2 separate regions of the Capra hircus genome follow, and region 2 is linked to region 1. A link is a contact called in public Hi-C data. All regions are on one chromosome and are shown on one strand. Each heading gives the region's core, a stretch centred on a gene start, on an enhancer-like site or on the middle of the called end of the contact. The rest is flanking DNA. Distances are from core to core; before and after follow the strand shown. Region 1 has its middle 12 kb from the start of HTRA1. Region 2 overlaps BTBD16 (BTB/POZ domain-containing protein 16).

What was found. A called contact is a pair of places that touch in the nucleus more often than the background predicts.
Region 2: a Hi-C map of liver shows a contact between it and region 1, with 2.1 times the contacts expected there. The contact joins two enhancer-like sites.

The regions. Positions count from the first base shown.
Region 1 is chr26:9,716,876-9,723,696 of ARS1.2, forward strand. No RefSeq gene overlaps it. Among named protein-coding and RNA genes, the nearest start is that of HTRA1, 12 kb to the left of the region's middle. Within about 2 kb of position 3,981, at least 1 of the 5 cell types and tissues checked has an H3K27ac peak or open chromatin away from gene starts, as enhancers often do.
Region 2 is chr26:9,852,392-9,858,838 of ARS1.2, forward strand. It overlaps BTBD16 (BTB/POZ domain-containing protein 16), which reads right to left. Exons shown (of 15, transcript XM_005698564.2): 6 at 5,096-5,210; 7 at 640-709. Among named protein-coding and RNA genes, the nearest start is that of BTBD16, 17 kb to the right of the region's middle. Within about 2 kb of position 2,365, at least 2 of the 5 cell types and tissues checked have an H3K27ac peak or open chromatin away from gene starts, as enhancers often do.

The DNA of each region.
Region 1 (6,821 bases), core at 2,731-5,230:
AAGAACAGACTTTTGGACTCTGTGGGAGAAGGCGAGGGTAGGATGATTTGAGAGAATAACACTGAAACATGTATATTACCACCTTGAAACAGATCGCCAGTCCAGGTTCAATGCATGAGCCAGGGTGCTCGGGGCCGGTGCACTGGGATGACCCTGAGAGATGGGACGGGGAGGGAGGTGGGAGGGGCGTTCAGGATGGGGAACACATGTGCACCCATGGCTGATTCGTGTCAATGTATAGTAAAAACCACTACAATATTGTAAGGTAATTAGCCTCCAATTAAAATAAATTAACTTAAAAAAAAAAAGAATACTGGAGTGGGTTGCCATGCCCTCCTCCAGGGGATCTTTCCAAAACAGGGACTGAACCCAAGTCTGCTACATTACAGGTAAATTCTTTACCATCTGAACCACAAGTGCCCATAAAGTGGGCAAAGTTCTATAAGCACTAAAAAGCATTTGCTAAGTTTACTTATCAGCAGAATCTCTAATGTGCTTGGAAGCCAAAGTTTAAATTAACTTGATCTAGAAGACCCAGATTCTTTCTTTACAAATTTGAATTGTTACATATTACTGCCAAAATTTTTTTGTTTTTATTCTCACACTAATAGGAACCATGAGATATCTAAAGCTGTGAGAACATGAAAGAATCATGCAACTTTCCCATTTCGAGTCTAATTAACCTGGACCAGAAATTGCAGGCAGCTGAGGTCTTGGCTTCCATCAGTGCAACCGCAAGCCCTGCCACCAGCTTGAGTGGTTCCCGAGATGGCCTTCTACAGGCTTTGGAATTCCACTCACCGAGTCACATTCTCCCACCCAGCCCATCTTCCTGTTTCCTTTGTCTGGCACATCATAGGCACACTGGTTATGCCTAAGTGGTCTAGTGGTTTTCCGTTCTTTCTTCAATTTAAGTCTGAATTTGGCATTAAGGAGTTCATGATCTGAGCTCCTTAGTTCAAAAAACTAAGATCATGGTATCTGGTCCCATCACATCATGGCAAATAGATGGGGAAACAATGGAAATCACGAGAGACTTTAATTTTGGGGGCCCCAAAATCACTGCAGATGGTGACTGCAGCCATGAAATTAAAAGACGCTTGCTCCCTGAAAGAAAAATTATGACCAACCTAGACAGCATATTAAAAAGCTGAGACATTACTTTGCCAACAAAGGTCCATCTAGTCAAAACTATGGTTTTTCCAGTAGTCATGTATGGATGTGAGAGTTGGGCTATAAAGAAAGCTGAGTGCCGAAGAATTGATGCTTTTGAACTGTAGTGTTGGAGAAGACTCTTGAGAGTCCCTTGGACTGCAAGGAGATCCAACAAGTACATCCTAAAGGAAATCAGTCCTGAATATTCATTGGAAGGATGGATGCTGAAGCTGAAGATCTAATAGTTTGGTCACCTGATGCAAAGAACTGACTCACTGGAAAAGACCCTGATGCTGGGAAAGATTGAAGGCAGGAGGAGAAGAAGGTGACAGAGGATGAGTTGGATGGCATCCCCAACTCAATGGACATGAGTTTGAGCAAGCTCCGGGAGTTGGTGATGGGCAGGGAGGCCTGATGTGCTGCAGTCCATGGGGTCACAAAGAGTTGGCCACAACTGAGCGACTTCATTTTCACTTTTCACTTTCATGCATTGGAGAAGGAAATGGCAACCCACTCCAGTATTCTTGCCTGGAGAATCCCAGGGATGGGGCAGCCTGGTGGGCTGCCATCTATGGGGTCCCACAGAGTCAGACACAACCGAAGCGACTTAGCAGCAGCAGCAGCAGCAGCAGCAGAGAGACATCTTTCCCTAGGTCACATAAAGGTGCCCTGGGGGATGGGACATTCTGAAAACTCTGCTCTAAATCAATGGTGACCTCGGGGAGGGCATTGTCCTCCCTGGAATTAATGGTCCTCATTGATGAGAAGAGGTGACAGAGATCCTGATATCCAATAGAATCATCTGTAGAGCTTTTTTAAGATGCTGCTTCCTAGAAATTTGGCAAAATTTGGAAACATTCAGTTACCGATAGTATTGAGTCGATGTTGATTTTCTGGTTTTTTTTAATTGTATTTTTTTAACACCAAAAATATTTTGCATTGGGGTATAGATGACTAACAGTGTTGTGACAGTTTCAGGTGAACAGCGAAGGGACTTTGATCATTTTACTGTGGTTGCATTAGAGAAAGCTGGGTTTTGCTATGTTTTAAGAAAATACACACTGGAATATTTAGAGGTAAAGAGCCTTCATGTCTGCAAGTCTTAAATGATTCAGAGATGGAGAATGATCAAGCATGTGTGGTTAACATTTGGGGAATCTAGGCTAAGAGTAAATGAGAGTTTTGTACTATTTTTACAGTTTTTCTCTAAACCTAACATTTCAAAATTTTTAAAGTTAAGGAAAAAAAGCACCAGTAAGCACATGAAAAGATTCTCAGTATTGTTAGTCATCAACAAAGCAATGCCATAATGAGATGCTACTTCTTGAAAAGTCAGATGATAACAAAAGATGGCAAAGATGTGGGGAGATGGGACCCCTCATATATTCCTAGTGGAAATGGAAATTGGTACAGTCATTTTGAAAAAGAATCCATCTGTTAATTCATTAATTAAATGGAGTTAGAGAGAGCACTTTGCCAACAAAGGTCCATATAGTCAAAACTGATTTTTCTAGTAGTCATGGATGTGAGAGCTGGACCATAAAGAAGGCTGAGCACCAAAGAATTGATGCTTTCGAATTGTGGTGCTGGAGAAGACTTCTGAGAGTCCCTTGGACAGCAAGGAGATCAAACCTGTCAATCCTAAAGGAAATCAGTCCTAAATATTCATTGGAAGGACTGATGATGAAGCTGAAGCTCCAATACTTTGGCCACCTGATGTGAAGAGCCAACTCATTTGAAAAGACCCTGATACTGGGAAAGATTGAAGGTGGGAGGAGAAGGGGACAACAGAGGATGAGATGGTTGAATAACATCACCAACTCAATGGACATGAATTTGAGTGAACTCCAGGAGACAGAGGAGGACAGAGGAGCCTGTCATGCCACAGTCCATGTTTACATGCTATAACAAGGATTATCCGTGTGAAAGATTCACAAGACCTTCCCTGGAGTTACTGGATACATTGCCCTAAATGAAAGAAGTCAGTCACAAAAGACTGTATTATATGCTTCCATTCACATGAAAAGCCTAGAACAGGGAAATCCACAGAGACAGAAGGTAGATTCCTAGCTGTGAGGAGGACAAGGAGATAGAGAGGTAATAGCCAAAGCATACAAGGCTTCATTTTGAAAATATTACAAAATTGACTATGGTGATGATTGCATGTGTCCATGCAGATAATAAAACCCACTGAATTGTACACTTTTCTAAGGAGAATGGGATGCTATTTGAATTATATCTGAATAAAACTGTTTAAAAAAAAAAACCCCTCTGGGACGTGGTTGAAAATCCCTGGTGTCTAGTTTTCAGGGTCTTCCAGGAACTCTAATGAGCAGCCCAGCTGACAACTACAGGCCATTCCTATATTTTGACGCTATGCGAACACATGTTTAAACCATCCAGTTATTCTATAATCAGGGCAATATCCCTAGAGATCCAAAATTCAGTGGCACTGGGAATTCCATTTGTCTAAGCCACAGCCCTTCATTAATCAGCCAAACTGTTCGATGGGTCGTCCCATGCCATTCCTCTGCCCTACTTCAAGACTGGAAGCTTCCTGGATCGGCCACCTAGCCTGCCCATTGAGCCAGACAGCGCCAGCCACATAGCAGACACTGGGCTCATGCTGGCTGACTTGGAGATGCTCACTCACAGCTGAAGCCAGGTATTACCCTGAAGTGGTACATTTTCATCTTGATTTTCCTTTACTTTCTTCCTTTCCGCGTGGATCTGTCTTTGATGTGACCTCCAGCTGTCACTGCCACACTCCTGGATGCCGATGGCGGGGCACCAGCCACATGTTATCCGTGATGACTCACGAACGAGGTACTTTTCCACTGGGCCCGCGGCCACAGCCCCTCCTCCACTCCATCCTTCTGTAGTCACCTCACCCTGCGGAGACTTCCGTCTCTCTCTCCTCCTGGACTCCACTTCTTAGGGACAGTTTCTGGGCACTCAAGACTAGCCATTGCCTGGCACCCTGTTATTAAATTGATTCTCTATTCCTTTAAAAAAAAAAAGAGAGAGAGAGAATAACCACCACTTTTAGAAATCAGACCCACAAGCTGAGCCTCCCGTCTGCCTTCCTGACCTGCAGTTTCATAGGAGGGGAGGGAGAAAAAAAACAGAACTCTCAACTGGAGGAAGACTGAGCGCGACTCCTTTGATCATTCAAAGGGATTTCAGGAAATCCTTCTGCTAACAGCCCAATTTCCCTAGCTTGAGACTCAAAAGAAAACAGAAGAAAGACCCCAGGGGGTTACTTATACCCCGAACAAGAAATGCAGGATATAAAACTGTGTGCGCTGCTTGCCCCCGATTGTTTTGTTTTGTTTTAAAAAAGATCATCAGACTCAAACCTGGAAGGAACAAAGCCTGAGTGTTAACAGTGTCCATTCTGGGTGGAGGCGTGATGAGTGATGGAAGGTAGTCTCTGCTTCTTTGTATTTTCTGTACTAACCATTAATACGAGGGGAGAGAGGAGTCAAACGAAGGAAGGAAATGTCAAGAAAGCCAAAGCTCTGTAGGGGGGCAACCAGCCCAGTCGTGCTCTCCTTATAGCCAAGGGTCCTTCTCCTGGGGCCTCCCAGCTGTGGGCTGTGCTCCTTCCTGGGGTCACTCCTAGTCCCGTAGGCATTTCAGACACCTTGTCGCTCCTCTGAGCTCAGCATCTGCCCCATCCATGACTGCTTTCCATCCATGACTGGACACAGAGTAGAAAGTGTGAAGTGCTTAGCACCGAATGAATACAAAAATCTTGCTGGGTGTTCCAAAACTATATTTTCTGACATTTTTAATACGAGGGTGCCTTTATAAGTTTTTTAATCTACCAGAACATCTCTACATCTTTTTTTTTTCAAGATTTGTTTGGATGTGGATCAGTTTTAAAGTCTTTATTGAATTTGTTACAATATTGCTCCTGTTTTTTGTTTTGGTTTTTGGGCCAAGAGGCATGTGGGATCTCAGCTTCCCAACAAGGGATCAAACTCACTCCTGCTGCTCTGGAAGATGAAGTCTGAACTACTGGACCACCAAGGAAGTCTTTATACATCTTTAAAAAAACAAAAAAAGCTTAACATCTTTCAGATATCTGAAGTGTCTGAAATATCAGTTCTTTTGATATCTGAAAGAAAGTCAAAGTGTTGCTCAGTCGTGTCCGACTCTTTGCAACCCCATGGACTGTAGTTGCCAGGCTCCTCTGTCCATAGGATTTCCCAGGCAAGAATACTGGAGTGGGTAGCTATTCCCCTCTTCAGGGAAACTTCCTGACTCTGGCAGGGATCGAACTCACATCTCTTGAGTCTCTTGTGTTGTGGGCAGATACTTTACCATCTGAGCCACCAGAGGAGCTTTGGTATCTGGAAGTGGTTTATCCCTCCAGTTCTGTTTTCCATGTTTCACTGTCCCCATTCCTAAGGGCCAGTGCTCTATGTCCCGATGCAAGGAATTACCCTTGCAAAATCTATAGAGGTGGCAACTCCCAGAATACCTTTGAAGATGGTGTTTGGATATCACAGCATAATTTGACAATAATCAGGACTGCTGCGTATTGACATACAAATGAAAGTGTAGATCAGTGGACCAGAAAGGAGCCCAAATTAGATTCATGTAGAAATCACCTGATTTCACAAAGGCATAACTGCAATTAAATGTTATTTTCAATAAATGGTGCTAGATTAGTTGGTTGTTCATATGGGGGGGGGGGGAATGAACATTGTTCCCATACAGACATAAAATGTCGGATCATAGACCTAAATTTGAAAAATAAAAATAAAGAGGCAGGGATTGTATGGAGAGCCTAACCATTTACTATCTGGTCTTTTACAGAAAAGGTAGCCAACCTCTCACTTAGACAATCAATAAAAGAATAAGTCAAGGCCTAATTTGTAGCATTTGCCAATTTCCATGGTGTAAATATCCCTGCCAAGCTGCCAACATGACGTCACTGAACGTAGAATTGGGGTGAGAGAGGGCACAGCATCCCCTCAGGTCCAGGAGTTGTAAATAACCCCTAGAGCATGGCCAAAAGCAAAGTGGGGTAAAACTAGAAAGTGATGAGCTTGAGTTTTTATTACCTTTGTTCCTAATGAAATTTATGTAATTGTAAGTTTATAAGTCTGATTTTCATCTATAGCTGTTTGACAACAGCCAGCTTGCACAATTCCCCCAAACTCAACAACTGACTCTCCGAAGCCAGCCCCAGCACCTCACCGACTGGAGTGACTCATGGCCTGGCAGACAGACCTCAGCCCTCTGGGCCGGGTCCACACCAGGTTCTGCAGAACTGGGGAGAAGGCCCTTGTCTGTACCTGCTCTGCCATCTGGCCCTAAAGCAGAAGCATCTCTTATCATCCTATCTCCAAAGGCAGATGTTACTCACAGCCTTCTCTATGTTCAGAGCCCACACCCAGCCTTCCTCTCTCATGGTGCCCAGGGCCTCCTATCTGCAACCTCCTTCCCCCCAAATGCAAACAGCTACCAGGAAGATCCCTTGGGGCGGGAAAGACTCATCTGCCCAGAGTCACCAAACACAGGCAGTGTCTCTTCTCAGGTGTAACAGGAACTAGCACCTCACAATACTATAAACTCGACGTACTTCCAATTTTTTTAAAAAAGGTAGGATATTTTTGAACTCCAAAATAAAGATCCTGAAGCTCAAAAATTGA
Region 2 (6,447 bases), core at 1,115-3,614, 130 kb after region 1:
CAAGGTGCTGTACTAGGTTGATTCAAATCCATCCTGCTACCCTATGAGGTCAGTTCATCATTATTCCTATTTCACCAGTGGAAAATCTGAGGCTCCAACATTCCTGCTCTTGCCTGAGGTCATACAACTAGTTAAGTGGTCTGACCTAGTTAAGTGGGCTTGCATGCTGAAATGCAACTAGCTACATGGGCTTGTATGCCGGAATCTCTGGACTGATGTCTGTGGCTGATCACGGAAGCTCTACCGGCCTTGGGTCTCACTTTTCTCCTCTGATAATGAGAGCTAGAATACATCATTTATTGCCAACCCTGATGTACTGGGTGACTGGGCCCAGGTGGGATGCATTTCCCTCAGTTCCACCAAGAATGTCCTGGAACACTGTCTGCTGTTTTGATGAGAAAGGCTGTCCCTTTTCCTGCCCTCTTCCCCAATTAAAGCTTTTCTATTTGGGGGGGGGGGGGAGGGGATGTTAAAATATTCTTTTAAAGACAAAATGATTTTTTTTCTAATTGTTCACTTGGCAAAAGGTGGGCACTGTTAGGTTGGTGCCATCAGACAGATTTTTTGTTGCTGAAATCCCAGAGTCTGGGTGCTCTTGAGGGTCCCCAAGATGCTGTGTGCCTGCCAGGTTGTTCTCACCTTGCAGCCAGCCAGGTAGAAGTTTTTGATGGTGCTCGGCGTGAGTCCGCTCATCATGACGGTCACACACCTGCAGAGAGAGAACACTGTGTCTGGAAGGCCCGGGCTGCTTTCAGGAAAGTGAGAAGCCCCAGAGTCTTTACTCAACCGCATGCCGGCAGCGGAGTCCTTTTACGCAAGGGAAAGCACCTTATTTTAAGATCGTGGACATAGGGCTGGAGGGCAAGACCAGCAAGGCTTGTTGCAAAGAGCTCTGGGCTAAGGGAGGTGAGCTCTGAGATCAAATCTTTCTGAAGAAAACAGAGTAGCTTTGGCACCAAGGAGAAGTATTACTGTTTAGAGATTAAGCCCCTAAAAGCGCCTTGCTGTTGTTGTTTGGCCGCTAAGTCGCATCTGACTCTTTGCATCCCCACAGACTGTAGCTCACCAGCTCCTCTGTCCATGGGATTTCCCACGTAAGAATACTGGAGTGGGTTGCCATTTCCTTCTCCAGGGGATCTTCCCAACCAAGGGATCAAACCCTCAGCTCCTGCGTTGACAGGAGGAGTTTTTACCGCTGAGCCAAAGGGAAGCTGAAAAGCGCCTTGCTAGGTTTTAATTTTAGTCAGGATGACATTTGGTTGTCTTCCTGATGAAGGCAAGTGTTTCCTGAACAGACCATTGCTGAGCTTCTTAGAGGGGCCTCCAGTCCTATTTCCTCTCTGTATGAGAGTAGATTGAAAAAGCAACTTTCTGATGAAAATCTACATCCTTTTCACACCTAGGCCTCATTTACTTGTTGTTGTTCAGTCAATCGCTCAGTCATGTCCAACTCCTTTCAACCCCATGGACTGCAGCATGCCAGGCTTCCCTGTCCTTCAGTATCTCCCTGGAGTCTGCCCAAACTCATGTCCCTTGAGTCAACGACGCTATACAACCATCTCATCCTCTGTGGTCCCCTTCTCCTCTCACCCTCAATCACTCCCAGCATTGGGGTCTTTTCCTATGAATCGACTCTTCGTATCAGGTGGCCAAGTATTGGAGCTTGGTTCATTTATTTATCAAGGATCTGAACACTTACTGTGTGCCAGGCACCCTTCGAGGCACTTGGGTAATGAAGAACAAAGCCAGTGGGCCCAGCACACGTTGAGTAAACATACAGACAGGTGACCACATTATGACAGCTGTATCCCAAAGCTGATAACACAGAGAGGCTCTGGTCACTCTCCCCTCCAAGCCTCAGGCTCTCCTCTGCTGGCAAATCCAGGTAGAACCTGCTCCTATGGCCTTCGAGGTCTGCATGACCTGCAGTCACCCTAACGGTCCCACCCACCTTTCCCATCATCTTTCGACATCCCTCCCTGACTCCAGCCACATTGATTCTCAGTGACCAAGCAGCTCCAGTTTCTATGCTCTCATCGGCCGAAGCCCCCTTCTCTTACATCCTTGACAGCTGGACTCGTACCAGGCTCAGCTCAAGTACCACCTCCTCTTGGAATTCTCCCTGATTGCTTCTCCCCACGTGTTCCTTTTGCTTTGATTGTCATGCCCTCGTTCAGCCTGAGGCTTCTGCCTCCTTGAAGCTAGAGACTTCCAGGCAGCAGCCCTCCCAGCATACATGCATCCCAAGAGTCTCGTCTGCGGCAGCCTCTGCAGCAGGTTCTGGAAGCACCTGCCCTGTACAAGGCTCCTCCGCTCCTGGGGCTCCTGGGCTCGCCGTGAGTCAGCAAGGGGAAACCCGGTGTGAGGAGGGCCGTGCGGAAGGTTCAGGCCCCACCCCTCACCACGCGCGGTGTTTTTCAGGTGCTGGCTTTGCCAGCGGAGACGCGCGGACGGAATTAGCTGGGTCTGAAGCTGGGACGCAGAAATCAGTGCTCCTCACACCTTCCCCTATAGTCCCCCTCCTCACCGTGAGCCTCCCTGGCTGGGCGGGACTGGAATGGCCAGATTTCCCAGACCGGAGGACAGGGAAAGGCTACCCAGGCCAGCTGCCTCCGGACTCAGAGAGGCTCGGGATTTCCACTTCCGGAAGGTCTAGCGGCACCAGGCAGTAACTGACAGATGGGAGTTCAGCATCTCACGGAGGCAAGGAAATGTCCTGCCAGCCCTGTGAGCCTGGAGGGACACAAGTGACCCTTCGGGAGGGTGTGTGTGTGTGTGTGTGTGTGTGTGTGTGTGTGTGTGTGTGCAGGCAACAACCAGTAACTATGATCCCAGCTGTGTCAAAGCAGACACTGATGCAACTGATGTGTGCGTCTAAGGAGCAGCGCCCTATATAATCCACACACACACACTTCATCCCCTGAAGATGGGCGGCCTCGGGTGTGGGTGATTCAGCAGCGACCATCCAGCGGTTTCGCGCTGGTAGGGATCTCAGCCAAGATGGCCTCTGAGAGCCCATCCAGCGTACCTGGGGTGGCAATGCTACCAGAGTGACCTGGGGGACTTCTGCTCATGCACACACACACACACACACACACTCATGTGTACATGCACACCGAGGCTTGTACTGCCACATCCCTGCCAGCTGCACCGTCAGCCTCTCGAAGGCAGGCAACACCCACCCTGGCTGGGTGTCAGGCCCACCTGGCTCTGAGCAAGGATTCCAGCCCCACCACAGTTATCTGCAGCATCTCGGGGAGGGCCCATGAGCGCCAGGCAGGCCCAGGTTTGTCCATCAGCGGAATGATAGTCTTGGCTCAGAATCCGGAGCCCTCCCTCCACAAGGCATGTGGAGGAGGAAAGAAAGGATGAACCTGCCATTCCTGACTCTGCCCCAGATAAGCCAGAGTGAGGGCTCCAGAAGGAGACCACGGGGCTTCGAATCTGGCCCCCCAGTACCGCAGCCGAGGCTCACAGACAGGAGGTGGCCGGAGGGAAGCTGGCCTTCCAGATTTGGGATCAGAGATATCTCCCTGCATGGCACCAGTCACTCAGAAACACCTGTGTACAAAAGCTGCGATTGCGTAGTGGTGATACGTCACAAGGCTACGTGCAGCTGAAGTCATGTGGCACACAATGGCAGGGGAGTGGGGATTCTCAGGAAAACCTGGACCAGGGTCAAGGTCAGATGCCTTGGTTCACCTCGAGAGTCCACGACCTGTCCCTGCCTATGGCGGCTGACCTCCCATCTCCCAGCCACCCGCCAGTCTGGCCAGGCCGACATGCTGGAGTTCCTTGTCTGTGTGCCCTCTGAGACCACAACCAGACCTCTGACAGCCTGCACCCCTGGGTTCAAGCGGCATCTGCATCACCAATGAGGCTTCAAAATGCTCCAGACTGAAGATCTGGCCAGAGTTATTTCAGGTGACCCCAGAAATGAGGCATTGACAAAAAAAAAAAAAAAAACCTGTAAGGTTGAATCTGGCGAGGTGAATTCTATTAAAAGTGAGTTGAAGGTCCTTGGAAGAGATCCTGCCCCTGCCTTTTACAGAGCTGCGGATGTCCTCTGTAGGCTAGGATGGGAAGTCCATTCATTCATTCCCTCAAATGAAGAAACGGAAGCTTAGGGTGGTGAAACAAGCCAGGCAGAGCACCCCTGCCCTAGATCTCCTGTCTACTGAATTACATCAGGAAGTAAGAAATCAAAGAGCTACAAGAAACCACCACTGTGTTCAGGATGTGAGAGTAATAAGCACACATCCGTGGAAAATCCCCAGAGAAGGGACAGAATATTCGAGAAAAATTAATCCCATCAATTCTTTTCCATTTGGTTCACTTACCTTTCATAAGCATTGATGGAATGTAGGATTATTAGACAATACCACAACAAAAAGTATAAAGAGCCAACTCGTTGGAAAAAAAAACCCTGATGCTGGGAAAGATTGAGGACAAAAGGAGAAAGAGGCAGCAGAGGATGAGATAGTTAGATAACTTCACTGACTCAATGGACATGGGTTTGAGCAAACCCCAGGAGATAGTGAAGGACAGGGCAGCCTGGCGTGCTGCAGTCCATGGGGTCACAAAGAGTCTGACAAGACTGAGCGATTGAACAACAACAAAAAAAAGGTAGGGGGGAGTTCTAAGAAATGCTTCTTCAAACTGCAGGTACCAATTTTACTTGAAATTAATTTTATATAACACAGAATTTCCATTTGCGAATCCCCCACCTTTCACACCACCCCACTTCACTCCTTCCCAATGTCTCGGAGACAGCTGGACAGGAGCTTCAGAGGGCAGGGACCCTCCCCATCAGGCGCCCACTGCCTCTCTGGTGTCCTGGAAAAGCCCATGAAGTCATTCTTAAAGAAACACACGCATGAATAAAGGTGTGGTTGAATCAATGGCTGAGCCAAGTCCATCTGGCCCAGGGCCATTGAGGCGAGGGGGAGCAGGAAGGGTCAGGACCACCAATGAGAGAGTGATGTCACCACCTCGTCTGAGCAAATCGGAACAGGAGGTGTTAGGGTGGTAGGTTCTGGGGCCCCTGGGGCCCTCGGGGTCCTGGCTGCTCTACCAGGAGGCTGGGCGGCCTCACCTTTGAAACAGGCTGCCAAACTGAAGGATGTGAGCAGCGGCCAGCACGCCCAGCACGTCATCCAGGCCTATCTTCACCTCGCGCATGTAGAGGTTCTTCAGGGCCGTGGCGAAGGCTGGGGAGGCAGCATCCAAGGGCCAGCCATCAGCCTGGGGGCTCTGCAGCCCCATGTCCCCCACGTCCAGGTGCCCCCCCTCCACCCTTGACCACCAGCGTGCTGGAAGAGCCTCCCGAGCTGGGGACGGGCGAGATGCAGTGGACAGAACGTGCCCACTCCGACCTGGGTGCAGACGCTGCCCAGGCTCCCAGCCCCCAAAGCAGTTGAGGATGAAGCTACAGAAAACAGGGCTCTTATGAAAAATCTTATGTGAGTCTGGGCCTTGGGGCTTCTGTCCTAACCTGGGCGGTCCACGGCCTAGACAGGGAGGTGGTCACCGCCCAACATGTGTGCAAGGAGGCACGCTTTGTTTTCTTTGGAGATGACGTACTTAACAGCAGGTTGTCCTCAGACTGTCCGACTCTCTGTGACCCCATGGACTGTAGCCTACCAGCCTCCTCCGTCCATGGGATGTTCCAGGCAAGAGTACTGGAGTGGGTTGGTTGCCATTTCCCTCTCTAGACAATCTTCCTAACCCAGGGATCAAACCCCGGTCTTCTGCATTGCAGTCAGATGCTTTACTGTCTGAGCTATCAGGGAAGCCTTCCTCAGACTCTGGGGTCTTTAAAAAGGTTAAGGACCCCTGGGAAGAGCCAGGATAATGTGCTAGTCCCCAGTTAGGGGCAGATGGACTCAGCTTATTCCAAGTCCTGCCTGATCCCAAATAGCGCTGGAGTGCATTCCAGGCACTCTGTGGACAACCAGCCCCATTGAAGCGGGACGATTTCCTGAGGGCACGTGACAGCAGGTTGTATTAATGCCTGTCAGTGGGTATTTCTAAGTGGCCAGGATGGGAGGGGGAGAGGCTGAGCCCAAGGAAGCCCTCTGGGCTGCTGGAAGGCAGCCAGGAAGGGGCCCTGGGGGGAAGTGGGGAAGGGGGGCGGGGGGGCAATGCTTAGGGCAAGGGCAGGGCTGAGAGCGCTGCCTGGGCGCCTGGGCCCAGAAGGGCAGTGACATCGTCCCTCCCGGGTCCATCTGGGAAGCCTGCTTCCGCCTCTTTACAAGGATGAGCACCTTTCTTTAGCAGAATTCCCCACTCCTTTCATTTCCCCGAGTTGGCCCAGCCTCCTTCCCCACCTCCCTGTGCCTCCGAGCTATGTTTACCAAGGAGGCACTGTGCAGAGCGTGCCTCCAGTTTGTGGTGTCTCGTTTGCTTTTCAAATCTGAGAGGGCTGCTTGTTCAACGACCTTCTCA